3 separate regions of the Zea mays genome follow, and all the other regions are linked to region 3. A link is a contact called in public Hi-C data. All regions are on one chromosome and are shown on one strand. The core of a region is the stretch at or near the end of the contact, and the rest is flanking DNA. Distances in the headings are between cores, read along the strand shown.

Evidence for each region. Hi-C and Micro-C count contacts between places; a contact is called where the count stands out from the background.
Region 1: a Hi-C map of ear shows a contact between it and region 3, with 3 times the contacts expected there. The contact joins the promoter of LOC100279970 here to the promoter of LOC542225 in region 3. A contact is called at or near these places in 2 of 25 Hi-C or Micro-C datasets (ear and endosperm).
Region 2: a contact with region 3 is called in a Hi-C map of tassel, with 2.5 times the contacts expected there. The contact joins the promoter of LOC100275634 here to the promoter of LOC542225 in region 3. A contact is called at or near these places in 5 of 25 Hi-C or Micro-C datasets (bundle sheath, ear, leaf and 1 more).

The regions. Positions count from the first base shown.
Region 1 is chr6:93,298,604-93,302,548 of Zm-B73-REFERENCE-NAM-5.0, forward strand. It overlaps LOC100279970, which reads left to right and starts at 1,784. Exons shown (of 5, transcript NM_001152918.1): 1 at 1,784-2,223; 2 at 3,016-3,443; 3 at 3,566-3,933. The coding sequence starts at 3,125.
Region 2 is chr6:93,527,806-93,531,207 of Zm-B73-REFERENCE-NAM-5.0, forward strand. It overlaps LOC100275634, which reads right to left and starts at 1,846. Exons shown (of 11, transcript NM_001374092.1): 1 at 1,402-1,846; 2 at 1-142. The coding sequence starts at 1,542.
Region 3 is chr6:94,059,525-94,063,103 of Zm-B73-REFERENCE-NAM-5.0, forward strand. It overlaps LOC542225 (calcium dependent protein kinase13), which reads right to left and starts at 2,005. Exons shown (of 11, transcript NM_001111835.2): 1 at 1,282-2,005. The coding sequence starts at 1,866.

The DNA of each region.
Region 1 (3,945 bases), core at 534-3,033, 760 kb before region 3:
ACCAAAATCGATTATAGGAAATGATTAAGTCATTTTCCTTTCACGAAGGGATGACGAATGATCCAAATAACATTGTTCATTGGATTTAAGTGAGTAGGAGGGGGGTTATCCAGCAATTAGATTCGTTGGTTTATGGAAGTGTGTTAAGTCTGAGTGCAATTTGTTTGGTGGATTTAGTGGAGATTATAGGCGTGGCGTGATTTGGTAAGCTGAGTTTTACAAAGTTTGAATTGGTGGATTATATAGTGATATAGATTCATTTTCTAATTAGAATTTATTAAGATCTCAAATGAATTGTGAAGAAATATTTGGATTATGATCCATTACCACCCGTAGGTATAACCATATAGCATAAAGTTACGCTTGGCTTGCATTATAGTTGGATTATAAGATGCTCAGTTTTAATTATAGCTAGAGTTAAACATAGTCAATCTAATTGTAAGGGCATGCACAATGGTGTTTAATGTAGATATTTTTGAGATGTCTAAAGAGACATTTGCAAAAAAAAAATCGTGGAGCCGTCTCTTCGTGAAAAGACGTCTCTGGTTCGTAAACCAAATAGCAACAGACGTCTCACTTCCCATTGTACGAATTCGTCGTCTGTTCTATCCATCCTATGTTGTACAAACACATTTACTTATGTATTTATTAATAGACTCCATTTATAGACACTTCATTGTATAATACAGTCTCTTAATTATCTCTTGTGTTTGGAGAAACGCTATACATACCCTAAAGTTTATTAGTAACCCGTGAGAGTTCACTCATATTCCAACAATAGAATCAATCATCCTATCTTAGCTCGGAAGTCTGGCTCAACCTCAGGCCTGTTTGAACGTGGGGATTTATATTTTCTTATTTATGGGATTTTCATGTAAAAATTTAAAATGATTTCTATAAAATTGTTACATAATTCCCGCGATGTTCCTGTGTTTGAAGCAGGCCCTCACCTTGGTTTTCAGAGCGGAATTCGCTCTATCACCAATCAATGAGACACATACAGTAGGTAGGCTATTATTGAACGTACTAACAGTCTAACACCCTCTCACTCTAATAAAACTGGTCAGCGCTGATCATCTATCTCTGCCTTGACAAGATCCAGTCGTGGTCAGTGTGGGCGCGCCCGAATGAAAGCCATGCAGTGAATGGAGGACTGGTGCACTGTGTCTACGCTACAGTGGGCACATGCGAAAGGTGCAGGCTCTTCAGCCAGCTCCAGCACATTTTCCATTCCATCATGTTGTTTTCTGATAGAATAGAAGCAGCGCAAAAAGATGGACGTTGTTGACAACTGGGCATGCTTTTGTTGTGTCTGGCATCTCATATCAGCCGCTGAATTTTCAGAGTTCAGAAGCAAAGATTCAGAGCTCTGTCCATGTCCAGTCTCAGATGTGGTTCAGAGAGTTTGTGGCCCGCTCGGTTGCAGCCAATAAATCTGGTCAAAACCGTGGCCGTGATCTTTTGCCAAGCTCGTGGCTTTTCGACGGAGCCGGCATCATCATCAGCCATCATCTTCCAAGTGCGACCAACTAACTGCATCCACATGTGAACACATTGACAGATCAGATAGATGATCGTTCATTTACACAACGATAACGATTTTTTTCCTCAGTCTGAACGGATGAACAGGCAGTGAATTGGGCCAGATATTTTTCAGCAGGGAGGTTTTGACAGGGGCAGATATGAAAGTAAGATTTTTCCTAGGGGCGCTGCTCTCAAATTCCTCTGTCTTTTTTTTTACTTGTCTACCCACACCACACGACATCCTCTAGCAGTCTAGCGTGTGCGTGTGTCTGTTGCCTCGGCCCACATCACGCCTTCGCTTCGCGCCACCGCCGTCCGCCAGTTCAGCTCACCCTCGCCGCCGGTAGTCCGCGACTCCACCCAAGTTTCCCCTCCTCCGCTGCCTGCTTCCAGCTTCTCCCCAACTTCATTTCAGCTCTTGTGGGTCGGTTCGGGTCGGGCCAGCCCGGGCCGGTAGTGAGCGCGCCACCCGACCCGTTTCGCGGTTGCTCCGGTCCCTTTTCCTCTCCTATTTTCTCTTCTCTCTCTCCCGTCGTCCAGAGACCCAGAAGGAGAGGGAGACAGAGCCACAGAGGCAGGGGAGAGGAGGAGCAGCGTGGCGACGCCCAAATCGAGCGACCTGATCGAGGCCCCTCGCCCCTACTCGCTGAATCCCAATCCGAGCCCGCCAATTGGGCGCCCCCCCCCGCCCACGCAAAGGTGCGATTTTCCCCCCATCCCTCCCGCTCCCCCTTCTTGGAGCCGCGTACCCCAGCCCCCAGGATTGGTGACAGGCACCCTCCCTCCTGATCTCAATCAGTTCTCGGCGCTTGAGTGCCGTGGTATCGTTCCAATTTTGTGTTTTTTTAGTTCGTGGGCTAAGAAATCGTGTCTTGTTTCTCCAATTGACGGGGGTGCCTACCACACGGCTCAGAAGAGGAGTATAGTGTTTTCGGCGAAATTAATGTGCCAATTGTGGTGTGCAATCGTCTCTTTAGTTTCCCTGTTTGACGATGCAGTTCATCCGCGTCGCGAAGGAAGGACCCAGGCAGAGCTTAACAATTTTTACCTGGCGAGGGGAGGAGACTTTGCGTAATTATAGTTCCTGGGGGGTTGGCTTTGATTGCCATTTACACGCCTCTACTAGATATATTTTCTTGTCCGCTGGAAGGAGTCGTACAAAATTCTGCATTTGTCATTCGAGTATCCTTATGTCCGGAGCTAGCTTTGAATAATTGTTGGAGTGGCATGTCATGTTTATTTCCATTTCTAGCCTAGTCCTTTAAAAAAGGAGATTCCTGGGATTCAAGGAGGTTTAGAGTGCAGCTATGCCAACATTGATATAATACCTGTAGTGCTATTTGTTAACTGATATGAAATAAAAAGAAATAATGTTATCCACTTATTATTGAATTTGTGCTTTCAGACCGAAAGACAATGGACTTCTCAGTTCTCACCGACGTTCATAAGCCATAGCTGTGTTTGGTTCATTTCTAGTTGTTTTTGTTACAGGACAGATAGAAGAAAATTATTGGCGCTCTGACAAATCCAACTGAGGTTTTCTTGGACTACAGATGAAGCGGGCTCGAAGGGCGTATGTGCAAGAGATGACTGATGAGGGATGCTAGTGAAATTGATGAACTTGTTACGGGCGTGCTGGCGACCGTCATCGAACCGGCATGCCCGAACAGGCTCAGATGTTACCGGTAGGCAGGATGGACTTCTATGGTACAAGGACGCCGGGCAACATGTCAATGGGGAGTTCTCCATGGCTGTTGTTCAGGCAAATAACTTACTTGAGGACCAGTGTCAGATCGAGTCGGGCCCACTGAGTTTTCTAGATTCTGGACCATATGGCACTTTCGTTGGTGTTTACGATGGGCATGGTGGTCCAGAGACGGCCTGCTATATCAATGATCATCTTTTCCAGAATCTGAAAAGTAACTTGCTAACCTTTAAATCTGTGCAGTAGCACTATTCCCGTTTCTTAGCACTATATCTGCATTTGGCTTTCAGTTTGCACATAAAGGAGATCATCCATTTTTTCATGGCTTGTATTTAGGATTTGCATCTGAGCAGAATGCAATGTCTGCTGATGTACTGAAGAAGGCATATGAAGCTACAGAAGATGGATTCTTCTCCATTGTTACCAAACAATGGCCTGTAAAGCCTCAGATAGCAGCTGTCGGCTCATGCTGCCTGGTCGGTGTAATTTGTGGTGGCATGCTTTATGTTGCCAATGTTGGGGATTCCCGTGTCGTTTTAGGAAAACATGTTAAGGCCACTGGAGAAGTTTTGGCTGTCCAACTGTCAGCAGAACATAATGTTAGTATTGCGTCCGTGAGAAAAGAACTGCAGTCAATGCACCCAGAAGATAGGCACATTGTTGTTCTCAAGCACAATGTTTGGCGTGTTAAAGGACTAATTCAGGTGTGTATTCTA
Region 2 (3,402 bases), core at 596-3,095, 530 kb before region 3:
TACAGGCTCTATTGCCCCGGTTGGTTCCTCCGGAGAGAAAGCCGCTGCCAGGATTCAAGCTTGTCATGCTACTCCCGAGCGTGTCTAACACTTCAACGGCAGCAATGCTAGCTCTTCCCAGAAATGTACCTGTGTCTGATACCTGGCAGAACTTAGTATGTCAGAGTTCATGTGAAAAGACCTACCGCTATGCTCTCATGTAATGATCTCTTAGTTCTACTTCGTCAGCTACAAATGGAAATCTAACTAGCTATTGTGCAAAATGACATCAGGAAAAGAATGTTTGTAGTTAGGTGACATTAGGTGAGCTCGTGACATATAAAGCAACGTTTATATATTCTAAGAATGCTATTCTGGTATGAAATGTTAAAAGTTATGACTTATGAAACAGCACTACTAAAAAAATGAAAGTTCATGCAACTAGATCATGGAAACATGAAACTTTGACTGAGCTTGGTCAAAATATGAAAGGAGATGCCAGTCCTTGGAAGCTGTTGGATTGCTTCTCTGAATTTACTGTGCCCTCGTTTTTTATATCATTAGCTATGAGATTCCTGTCATGCCCAATGACTTAGCCGCTGCTTATCCCAGTTTTTGTCTACACATGCTGACAGCAATACGCAACACGACTAGTGTTTGTCCATCGTGCCATGGTTTGTAGTTTGACAGAGACTCCTTGCACATTCGGAGGAGAGCAACGACCCCTCCTAGCTGCGAATAAAAACTGGAAACTTCGTGCCTCCGGAAGAGTTGTTCGTTTATCCAGGAATGCACTGGTGACCGATTCCAGGTGATCAAAACTTATATAAATTAGGGAAACAATCCGGAAAACCGAACGTAAGATGGTATGATTTGGCGACTCCAAAAGCGGCACAGAGCAGAAGAGCGGTCAGACACAATTTCGCGTTGTGGGTCGCAGTCGCAGGCTTGACCATCCGTTCCAGAGGGCAGACTTTTGCTGACAGCAACGTGAATGTAGATTAAGCACCGGCTTCGCTTATCCCTGGCTGGGAGAGAGATTTGCAAGAAAAAGGGCCGCCAAGCTTGACTTCACACTGTAGTACTGTATGTATGCCGACATGCAGGCTTGTATTCTACTAATTATTGGCTTGACTTGTTGTATGTATCTGTATCTGTATGGTACGTATAGCGAGCACGCCCTTGTTCGCGTATCAATCGGTTGGTCGGAAAATAGGAACTCTGACGAGGATTGTGGTGAGCCCGCGAGAGTCTCGCTAGGAAATCGGTGGTGTGTCCAACTCCCAGCAGCAAGGTGACCTTGAATTTGAAGCAGCAGTACCGTCCGCTGTCCGCACCTCGAAAAGCAGCGAGAGCCGCGGCACGTACGCAACGCAGCAGCATGCACGAGGCGGGGGGCAGGGGATCAGGATGGGGATGTACCTTGTTGGAGTGGGGCGGCGGGATGGCGAGCTCGCCGGAGTCGAAGTTCCCGGGGCCGTACCTCCCGCGGCGCGCGTCGTAGGCGGCCGCCAGCGTGCCCGGCGCGTCCTCCGGGAAGTGCCTCGAGCACACGCACCCCATGGCTGGCTTGGCTTCTCAGCGGAGTCGGAGTCGGGCGAATGTAGCCGGCAGGCAGGAGGGACACGCGCTCTGCTGGAGGCAGGAGGCAGGAGGCTATTCCTCAAGTTGCTGGTGGTGGTGGAATCGGGCAGCTCGTCGTCGCTCCTCCCCAGCGCTGGAGTTGGGGTTGCTGGTCCCCGGAGGTGGCGGCGGGTTTGAAGTTGCGGGTGAGAGGCGGACGCAAGGGAGGGAGGCGCAGTGCGTGGCGTGGTGGTGGCCTGGTGGGATTGGCGTTGGCGAGCCGACACGACGGCAGTCGGCAGGGTTGGTTTGGGTTTGGGGTGGGTCGCTTTTTGTTTCGTGGACTGGGCAACCTCTGACTCGTTCCGTTTCCGTCTTTCTGTTCCCGTCCCACGCCCCGCCCGCCATCATCGTGCTCGTGCTCGTCCGGTCAAGCAATTAATTCAGCTGCGTGCGTCATCCGTCGCTGTGGCTTACCACCACGAAGCACGTGGCGTGTGCTGCATGCGGCACGTGGCAGTCGTACACCCCCTCTGCTGGAACTGGAAGCAACGACGACGGATCATTGTGACGTTGTGCAAAAAGGAGAAGAACAACGGCAAGGCAACAACGCGTTGCGTGCAGTGTGTGCGCGTCTCGTGTAGTAGTCGATGCAAACAACTGTATTTAGCAGCACTTCTATCAAATTAGGCTGACTCTGACTGTAGCAGCACGGGCATCCGACATCGGTTGCTTACTCTATTTTCGCACGATTCTCTCGCTCCTATGCCACTATAGATCGGACGGCCAAGATATGTCCAGGTGTCATCGCGGAGAATGGAGGGCGGCCGAGGGCACCCAACCCAACCCTAGCACCATCTGTCCATAAATACCGCACGGGTGGGGGTAGCCATCTCGTCTTCCCGATCCGCCGCCGCCAACAATTTCTTTATGTTTTTCTGTTTTCTTGTTCAGAGAACACGCATGTTCCATCCATGCCCACTTGCGCGTTTTTTTTGTTGTTGCAGTTCTTCCTCGTTTGCAGTTCTTCCTCGGGATTTGATTTGATTGATTGGATTGGGTTGGTGCGGGGGCATGCTGGGGGCAGATGACGACATGCTTACGAAGCAGAAGCTGCTGCCTCCGTGACGAGGCACGCCGTGTTGCTCGTCTTCCATGACTCTGATGCCTGCCTGCTTCGCTCCCACCACCCCACACCTTAATCGATGGATTAGGAATTAACCTGCAGCGCCCGTCCAGGTCTCGTGAGAGATTTATATGTTTGGATCAGATTTTAGTTTCTTGAGGCAGATGACGACATGTGCATCCTGCTTGAGATGCAGAAGCTGCCTCCCAGAGGCTTAGCCATGTTGCTCCTCTTCCATGACTCTGATGCCTCCTCGTCCTCTCCCATCATTTGTGTTTTGTTTTGTATTGGTTTTTTTTTGCTGTCTTGCTGTCAGTGATGGCCCATCCCCTAGCGGTTAAAGCTAACAAAACAAAACAGGCGATGTTTCCTTTTCTTGTCGTCACTCAGGCCTTGAAAGCACGCAGTCAGTTCTATGCATTGGATTCAGTCTGCGTTTCGGCTACACAATTCAACACAGGGAAAAAAATCCTAGGGTGGTCATGTGACAGAAATACCAAGGTAGCGAATAAGATTAAAAAGAACACTTTGTTGTGCTTGTCATTGTATAAAGGGATCCATCCGAGGATGAATTGGCTAGGTCGGTGAGAGATTGGAGATGGATAGGAACGTCGGCAGGGGGCCTTTGCCTACGGCCGAGTAAGAAGAGGGTTTCTCACTTCTAATTCTTGTCTATTTTATTTCTAATGAATTACGTAAATAGGCCGGTTAGTCGTCTATATCTAGCTAGAGAT
Region 3 (3,579 bases), core at 755-3,254:
ATAGGACGATCAATGGACAATTAGGGTCGATCAGCGGCGACTAATCGCCCTGATTGTCGCCTAATCGCGACTAATCGTTTGATCGCCCAGTGGCATCGATCAGACGATCAGGCGATCTGAAAACAATGATAGAAGCTATTAAATTATCAGCTGTTTGATCTAGTCAACAAGTCCAATATTGTTCCTTCATGAAGAAGAATACTACTAAGAATGATGCAATGTAAGACATTCTTATTTTGTTTCATTTATGCGATGCTATCCCCTATGGAGCTTGGGCACCTTCATCAAATCTAGGCTCCTAAGGCAAATTGCAATGCGTTAATAGAACAATCACAATCAGTTAGGTTTTCCTAAAGTTCCACTGGATCCAGCTGGAAAATGCAGACCTTTGTTCACCAAACAAGAAGGTGGGAATGAAAGAGTAGATCAGGATATGCACTGTATTGTTTATCATTAATTAACAACGGACAAGAATTGGGTAATTCGCCAATAATTTCAATCACTGTACTATTCGGCATCCTAAAGTTCCTACAAGCATTCCTTTCTCAAAACATAAGATTAGCATGATTTCCAGCATCAGCTGAACCTGCTGAGAACTGTCAAACCCCCTACTCAGTGTCACAACCAAGAAACTAGGACAATTTACTCTCACCAGCCAAACTATCTAGCGGAGCAACTGGAGACATGTTATCGGGATTGAACAATGGAACAGTAAATATATTAAGCTTTCATGGCGCAACCCTACTGTTTGAAAAGTCAAAAAAATCCTAAAACCACACAAAAAAAGAGAAGATATTGCGCTAGACAACATATTGCTAAAATACAACTGGTCAAGTACCATGCAAGATCCTAGGATTTCCTATGTTACTTCCTACAAAAAGCCGCCAATGCCAAACAACTTAAGAGCAAAGTTCCAAAATTGAAATAGGAAGTCCCAAAAGTATCCTTCAGTAGGCAAAATCCGGACCATTTTTGTTTGGTTCCTGGGGACTAATTTTTAATCACTCCATTTTGTTCCATTTTAGTCACTAAATTAACAACTACGGAGTTTTAGTTTCCGTGTTTGTTAATTTAGAGACAAATGAAATAAAATGGAGTAAAAATTAGTAAACCAAAGCCCCTTAACCACCAAGGTTTCGGTTCGGCGCGAACACATGCCGGTTACCTCGACAGATAGAGGTACTATTTGAAATTTCAAAATATTCCAAAAAGGTGGAATTTGACATGAGGAGTGCACCCCCCCCCCCCCCCCCCCCCCCCAACGAGCAAAGCTTTGAGTACCTTAGCTTTGGAGATGATCTTGACGGCGACGGCATGGCCCTTGTACTCGCCCTTCTTGACCAGGGCGGAGCAGGTGTGGCCAAAGTGTCCCCTCCCGACCTCCTTCCCGAGGTCGTACTTGGCCCCGAAGTTGTTGGCGAAGCCGAACGTCTTGTCCAACGGGCGCTCGGCCTCGGCGGAGTCGGCGGCGACGCCGGCGCCGCCCTCCTCCGGTATGGTGCCCTCCTTGGGCTTGCCCCCGCCGAGGCGCTTGGCGAGAGTGGCCTTGATGTGCTTGGCGGGCGAGGGCGGCGGGAAGGGCCGCTTGAAGAACCTGCGGGGCGTGGACCTGGCAGGCGACGGCGACACGCCCGCGGGGAGCGGGCTGGCCCCGCCGGCGGGGTACGGGCTGGGCCAGGCGGTCGTCGCCGCCTGGTGGTGCACCGGCGTGGCCGATCCGGACTTGCGGCGCCCGGGCGTGGCGGGCTGCGGCGGCGGCGCGCCGTTGGCCGGCAGCGGGGACGGCGGCGCGACCGCGTGGGCGTGGTCGTCGTGGTCCGCCCGCCGCGACGACGCGCCGCCTGCCTTCCCGTAGCACTGCCCCATCGCGGGCGGGCCGCTAGGGTTAGGGTTTAGGTTCCGGCCCTCCGCGCCGCCGCGGGTGCGAGCGTGAGGCAGGGCAGGGCAGGCGGGTTGTTGCGTCGTCCGTCGGGAATGGAAGGGGAAGCAGGGGAGAAAGAGAAAGAGAGAGCAGGAAGCGGGCGAGAGAGGGGGAGGAGGTGGCGTCCGTTATTTCTCTCGCCTCGCCTCGGTTACAGTTACAGGCTACAGCGCGGCAGCTGAGAGGAGAGAGAGGGGCAGGGCGCCGGGCCGGGTCGGGTCCCAGGGAGGCGACCGTGAAATCACCAACTGCATTTCCAAATTTTTCTTTTTGCCCTTTTCCATTCTTTCACCCGAAAACGGCTTTCTGACCGGTGGTCCCCGGGCGGCGCAGGTCCACCTGCCATCCACTCACCCCCACCTGCCCGCGCCACCACGGCATGCGTGGGAAACCGGCGCGGGTGACGTCAGTCCGCTTGAAGAACACTAGTAGACTTTTCACGCGAGTCTGCAGAGCCCAGCTCCAGCACCGACGACGACGAAGAAGAAGAGGAGGAGCAAATCCAAGTTGTTCTTGACCGGCAGCACAAGCGCGCGCGGTTGCTCGTCTCTCGATCGACGCTGAATAGCTAGCTACACATGCGATGCAACCGTGTTGACGTTTTCCAGTCTGTCCGCCACACTGGTAGTACTGAATAGTAAAAGGAGAAGAAGGAAAGAAAGAAAGAAAAAGTCATCGCTTGACTCGGTCGATTCAGATGAGAGAGCTGCATGCACATGTGTAGCTAGCTGCCGTCTGAATCCTGAAAGATGGATTTCCCTTCTTGAATTCGGTAGCTTCGTATGATGTGGGCTGGAGTTGCATTGCACATGTGTAGCTTATTCAGATGTAAACGCCGCATTTTCAAGCTGGCTAGCCCCGCCGAGAGATCCGACATGCGTGCACGATTAAGCTTCGTCGTGACATTAATTAAGCTTTTAATCTAGGTTACAAACGTGTTGTTAGGTACAACTTGCAGGTGTCAGTTACCGTCGGCGGCTTTTATGTTCCATGGAGCAAACCCCAAGCGGTACATGCGTGCGTGCTTGCCCTAATTATCAGCGTTAGGTTAATCCCGGCTACTATTAAGTACTGAAATTGGGTACTTGGTGCTACCGCGATCATTTGAACACACGCCTCTACTCTATAAATTTGGGACTAACGACCAGACTACACATATCTTAGTGTTTAGAAATAAACAATAATTATATTTGAATGAATAGCTCAATACATATTTATATGATATATACAAATAGCAAAAGCACGGGCAACTTGCTAGTAATATATATAGGGTACAATGGACTTTATGGCGTTCTCATTTCACATATAGCCAACAATAACACTCTCATGGTACAAGTTATACATTTAACACTTAGTCCACCTCTTACTCTCACAAGTTGTTTTAGAGTCTATTAGTAGTCCGATTTTATCTCGCTACTAGTGAGCAGGCCGTAGCATCCCGACCCGCATAAAGTAAACTCATTATACTTGCTTTATCTCCGACAACTTAGGGGGTGTTTGAATGCACTAAAACTAATAGTTAGTTGACTAAAAATTATTAGTGGAATTAGCTAGCTAACAAATAACTACCTAACTATTAACTAATTTACTAAAAATAGCTAATAGCTGAACTATTAGCTAGGGTATTTGGATGTTTCAACTAATTTTAGTCACTAATT